Regions from separate parts of the Triticum aestivum genome. Here region 1 is linked to region 2. Evidence: chromatin contacts called from public Hi-C data. All regions are on one chromosome and are shown on one strand. The core of a region is the stretch at or near the end of the contact, and the rest is flanking DNA. Distances in the headings are between cores, read along the strand shown. Region 1 holds the start of LOC123156930 (solanesyl-diphosphate synthase 1, mitochondrial). Region 2 holds the start of LOC123160932 (protein NRT1/ PTR FAMILY 5.1).

Evidence for each region. Hi-C and Micro-C count contacts between places; a contact is called where the count stands out from the background.
Region 1: a Hi-C map of leaf shows a contact between it and region 2, with 4 times the contacts expected there. The contact joins the promoter of LOC123156930 here to the promoter of LOC123160932 in region 2. A contact is called at or near these places in 2 of 5 Hi-C or Micro-C datasets (both in leaf).

What each region holds. Positions count from the first base shown.
Region 1 is chr7B:630,425,929-630,428,630 of IWGSC CS RefSeq v2.1, forward strand. LOC123156930 (solanesyl-diphosphate synthase 1, mitochondrial) reads left to right here and starts at 1,389. Exons shown (of 12, transcript XM_044575125.1): 1 at 1,389-1,683; 2 at 2,186-2,281. The coding sequence starts at 1,531.
Region 2 is chr7B:629,964,833-629,967,603 of IWGSC CS RefSeq v2.1, forward strand. LOC123160932 (protein NRT1/ PTR FAMILY 5.1) reads right to left here and starts at 1,460. Exons shown (of 3, transcript XM_044578785.1): 1 at 1,225-1,460; 2 at 909-1,126. The coding sequence starts at 1,333.

The DNA of each region.
Region 1 (2,702 bases), core at 139-2,638, 460 kb after region 2:
AAATCTAAAATTGATCTAAATTCAGTTAGGAAAATTATCAGAATGTCAAACCTATTATTTAGACTTATGGGGATTAATTTCATGCCAAATAAAATATATGCCTTATTTGGATAATTTTCCTTTTGCTTTTCTTAAACTGGTTCAAAAAATCTAATCCACTTCAATTTTTGGGAATAATTGTTAGAAGCTCAAAATAATATTTACGACTTGATAAAAATATTTTTATGCCCAAATTAAATATTTGAATTTCTCACCATTCTTTGGAATATCATTTTATTCCATAAATCTTTAGGGTTCAAACCAATTTCCAAATTCAAATTTAGGTTTTCAAATATTGGTTGGAGTTTATGGAAATTTATTTCCAACCCAAAATTTAACAAAAGGGTGTGAGCTCAAGTTTTGAGTTTGAAAAGTATTCCATAGATGACAATTTAGGGTTTCTAAATATCACCAAAACGTTTATTCGAGCGAATTTTGGAATTAATACAAACAACTTTTATTCGATCTAGCTAATGACAAGCACTTCTAAAAAAATTACAATTTATTTATTAACGACCCAGGTTTGAAAAAACTTTAGATGCGACTTTCTCTTGTTTTCCTCGTGTAACCCTAGGTGGCTAGGGCACACTCTCCCTCCCAACTTCACTAGCGAGCCCGTACATTCACCTCCCCACTGCCTGCCGCTATGGTGGTCAGTGGCAGGAGGGGAATTCCGGTGCCTTCGCTCCAATTAGTAGTTTAGGTTAGTTTTTTCTAGTCCTCGCAGTTGCAACACTTGTGCGGTTGGGTGCGCTTCTTCATTGTCTTCCGGGCTTTGGTCCTCTTCGAATTTGTCCATCTAGACGTAGTCGTTGGAGCTCCGACGTAGTTTCTAGCCGTGTCCTGTTAGTGTTTCTCGTCATGTGGCGAGATTTGTTTCCCAGAGCTTAAGATTTACGCAAGGGTTCAACGACACACAACTGTGGCTCCCGAGCGCTGATCCTTAGGGGTATGTGCACGAAGACTTTCTGGTTGTCATCAGCAAGGTCAAGCCGACTTCGGTAGCGGAGCGGCGACAACGGCGCGTCGGCGGCTCGTTCTGATGGCGGTAGTGGCCGTTCGGTGGTCACAAAATTTTGTTTATAATTTTTATTATGTTTGTGATGTTTTGTATTGTAATTTTTATTATGTTTGAGATGTTTTGTACCTTTGGTGAATTTTTATAACAGTTCTGATTATTTTTAAAAAGCTTTGGATGTGGGAACCAAGACTTTGAAGCTGAAAACTAGTGAGATGCACGCAAGGGAGAGAGGAGTCGCCCGTGGCGATTTCCTGGCCCCGCATTCCACAGCCTCACGTGGCACGCCGAGCACGCCCACGGTCCACGTACGCAACCCCGACGCGGTGCCCCCACCCCAACAAACTACACGAGCAAGCAAAGCCTAGCCGCCGCCTTCTTTCCCTCCTCGGCCCCTCGCCCCCTTCCCCGTCTGACTTTTTCTCCAAGTTCAACTCCGCCGCTCGCCCCCTCTCCCCGATCTCGGGAGAGACATGTCCTGGCGGTGGGCTCTGGCGCGTCGCGTCGCCACGCTCGTCGGCGGCGGCACCGGCGGCCCAGGCGCCGCCCAGGCGCAGAGGCTCTTCTCCTCGTCGGGCGCCCTCCTGGGGAGGCTCCCTCCCGCGCCGCCCCAGATTCGGAACAAGGTCCCCCTCCCCCGCGCATTAGTCTCCCGTCCTAGTCCTCGCCGGTCCTCGCACGGCCTGTTTGGTCCCTGCTTCGCGGTTCCCTGGCCCTGGCCCTGGCCCTGACCCTGGCCCTGGCCCTGGCCCTGGCCCGTCCAGGTAGCCGCGGCGGAGCTGCCCGCCCGCCAAGTGTTTGTGTATATGCCACCGACTAGTGTAGCGCTGCGGCTGAATCCTTTGCAGTCGTGCTCGTAGCTGCGATGTGTCGGCGTGCGCATTAACTCGACCCTGCCGATGATTTTGAGTTATTTTTACCGATTTTAGTAAGTCACTTAGCTGCATAGTGGTTACACTGAAAAGGGTAAAGAGAATTAAGGCGAGCAGGAATAGTAACCGGTCAGCTTAGTGTTACTTTCCGATTCTATTGGATTTGCCGGTTAGGTGACAGCGTGTTTTTGAACTGTGCATTGTATTTGCCTTCTGTTATGCTGATAGGTTCTCTACTTTTGGTGTGGATTAGTAGGTGGTGGGTTGCAGAGGAGCTGCTTTCGTGAACTCGCGATGGCTGCATGATGCCACCCAATGCCAGACTCGCCAGGATGGGGTATCGAGGGCCGAAGTAGGTGAACCCTTTATTTTTTTGATGATTTGCCTTTGTGCTGCTCGTTTGTTATGTTAATGATCTTGTCATTGTACCTCTTTTGTCAATCAAACATCTAGAGCCCAGCTTAATAAAGAAACTAATTGTGCATCACTATTCACCGCTGGAAAAAACACAGGCATATCCTGCTACAGAGATGCCAGCTGAATACATTATTGATTATTATGAACTGAAATATGGGACATGTCTAGCAATTAAACATAGATATCAAAACTAGGCTGTTGAACAACCAACGCATAGTTCCACACCTTACGTGCTGCCATTGGATTGTGAAGCGTTGCCACTTACGGCTCCCATTTATGTGTCATTTTTGCTGATACACTGTGCCCTATGAATGACTTCTTCTTTGATAACTCTGCCTGTGAGTTATTATATGCAT
Region 2 (2,771 bases), core at 210-2,709:
TTTACACATGGCTTTGGTCTTACATGACTTTGGTATTTGCTGGCGTGTTTTTTGTCTGTGTGTGTTGGTGTTAGTCGTGTGTATCATAACTGTGTAGGGTGAGGGCGTGTGTTTATTGTATTTGTATCCACTTAATGCTCCATTTGAGCCAACACAATTCACCGCTTGTCCCAAAAATGTTATTATTGACGTTTCTGCTAAGATACTCCATCTCAAAATGTAAGATATTTTTGTAGGCTAGTTCCTACTATTATTGTCATGGACGGTGACACATGTGAAGAGTTTTCCAGCTGTACTAAATCTGGGTTCTGGATTGGCATGGACATGATAGCCTTTTGCCATGCTTGGGTATACCCATCGGCATACGCCTTGTGTGATGGATGCCGGTGGGGCCGCCGTACGTGTAGCGCAGAAACAGAACAACGAAAGCAGAGTAGTAGTGGCTTTTGCCCACGCCTCCCAGCCGAAAGATTCCGAGATCCAAATGCGTTTTTCTTCTCCGGTCGCAATCCTAACCGTCATGACAAAACACTAGTCCTAGTTGGGTTGGCCCGAGCTGACAAGGATTGTCCGTAAGAATCTTCTACTACCAGCATCGGGCTCTGACTGAACACTACCGAGTACTGACTGATTAGTCTCTCCGTCCGGTTTCAGACATGGTGCAGTTCTCGAATAGCTGCTGCTAGCGTGGTAATTTCTTGTACGTTTTCTACTGCAGTGCGTTGTTTGAGTCATCCGAGTTACTACTAATAATAATGTGCTGTGAGTGAAACCGTGTATGAGGATGAGCTCCCAATTTGAAGGATGCATTGTGTTTTGGGAAATATACTGGATTGCGGATTAAATTGGACTCATCTATCGAACTGAAGATCAATCTAGGAGATGATTTTTGCTAGCCTGGTACTGACCGAGAGGTAGATGAGGGAGGAGACGGTGAAGGTCCAGAAGCGGCCGAGGAAGGCGTCGGCGACGTAGGCTCCGGCGATGGGCGTCATCCACACTGTGCCCGTCCAGTTGTTGACGCTGCGCACCGACGGCACCGTCTCCTGCCGCATCTGCGTCGTCAGGTACACCACCAGGTTCGACGCCACGCCGTAGAACGCCATCCGCTCGAACGCCTCGTACCCTGCGCCAGTCCATATGCGCGCGCGCGGGTTCATCAGAAGGAGAGTCGGATCAAATCGATCTATGGGAGACGGAGCCTGGTACTGACTGACCACTCACCGACTAGGAAGGAGCAGGCCTTCCAGCGGCCGGTCCGGGCGGCGACGACCGGCCGGCCGCGGAGGTCGACGGAGCCGTCCTTTGTGAACTCCGGCTTGAGTTCCTCCATCGATGGCCGACCCGACGATGTATGCTGTAGAGTGTAGACTCTAGTGCGTGTCTCGTGGTGTGTCGAAATGGGCTTGGCTGGAGCAAAATGATTGAGTGTATGTGGAGTGCCGGATGGCTACTTGCTAGGCAGAGACTGTCGCCGCGGGTAACTTCACCTCCGCCTTTGGCACATGTCGTTATCAGGAAAATGCTAAACTTATGCGAGATTACCTCTACAATTTTTTGAACATCAGATCAGTGCAGACACAAGCGCTCATTTATACGCGCGTACACGCACACCCTATTCCTATGAGCATCTCCGATAGACTGAACCGGCATATCATCTTGAGATTTTACGAAGTCACCGTAGTCCCCTCGTAGTCGACGGGGACGTCTCCTTACACTGAACGCGTATCGCCGGAAATCCTGAAATAAATCCAGCATAAATGCGAGTGGATCCCTCAAATCCTATCTATACATCTGCGACCCGGTCACCAAATTGCCATCCAACTAGCCCCTTAAACCAACTCTTTATGTCCGGGTTATCCGGCACACCTCAAATCCAATCTACATATGTGACAGATATTAAGAGGCGCGAACATGCCCGACATGTAAGATTGACAACCGGGACCCATGCAGAAAGCCACGTGTCTCTTGGGCGTCTCCTCCAATTCAATGAGGACGCATTCATGAAGCAGCCCTGGTGCGCTGCCCGAGAAACCCGGCTATTTAAGCCGGACGGCGAGGCGACCCTAACCTCGTTGTCATTCTCCTCCTCTCGCTTCCGTCCATGCCGCTGCTGCTCCCTCCTCTTCCTCTTCCTCTTCCTCCACCAGCCGCGACGGTCCGCTCCAAGGTAACATACTACAAGCTGCTCACTTCGGAGCGTCGGATAGAGATCCAGGCGAAGATGTGCGTCGTTGAGGCACACCGCACCACGCGCATTGTGGCCTGCCTGCCTCAAATTTCCTATAGGAGGAGGCGCCAGACGATGAGATGGAAGAGGCGGAGGTGTGGAAGGAGGAGGAGCCTACGTCGGATGAGTAGGAGGTGACTTCAATGCTGGAGCAGACCGAATTCAGCAATGTGGGAAGCGGTTGTGGAGTTTGAGCTCGCCCAAGCGAAGGAGGCGATGGAGCTGTAGGCCATCCTCGAGTTCATCCAGTCTGAGGCGAAGGTGACGACGAACCGCCACTTCATCCACGAGGCGAACGTGGAGCGTGAGCAGCTTTTCATGGACGAGAAGGACAAGGACGAGGAGTAGACATTTTGCCCGGCTGTCAATGACGACGAGGCCGGCGGCTCCGACAAGAAGGTTATAGAGCAAAGGGCGACTTTTCTGCCCATCAGCAAAGTGAAGCGCCTTTTCTGCTGAACTAGGTAGTCAGCCCTCTCCTCCCCGCGACGCATGCCGCGGCGGCCACCTCCCCACCGCCCAGCATGGGCATGCCTCCCTC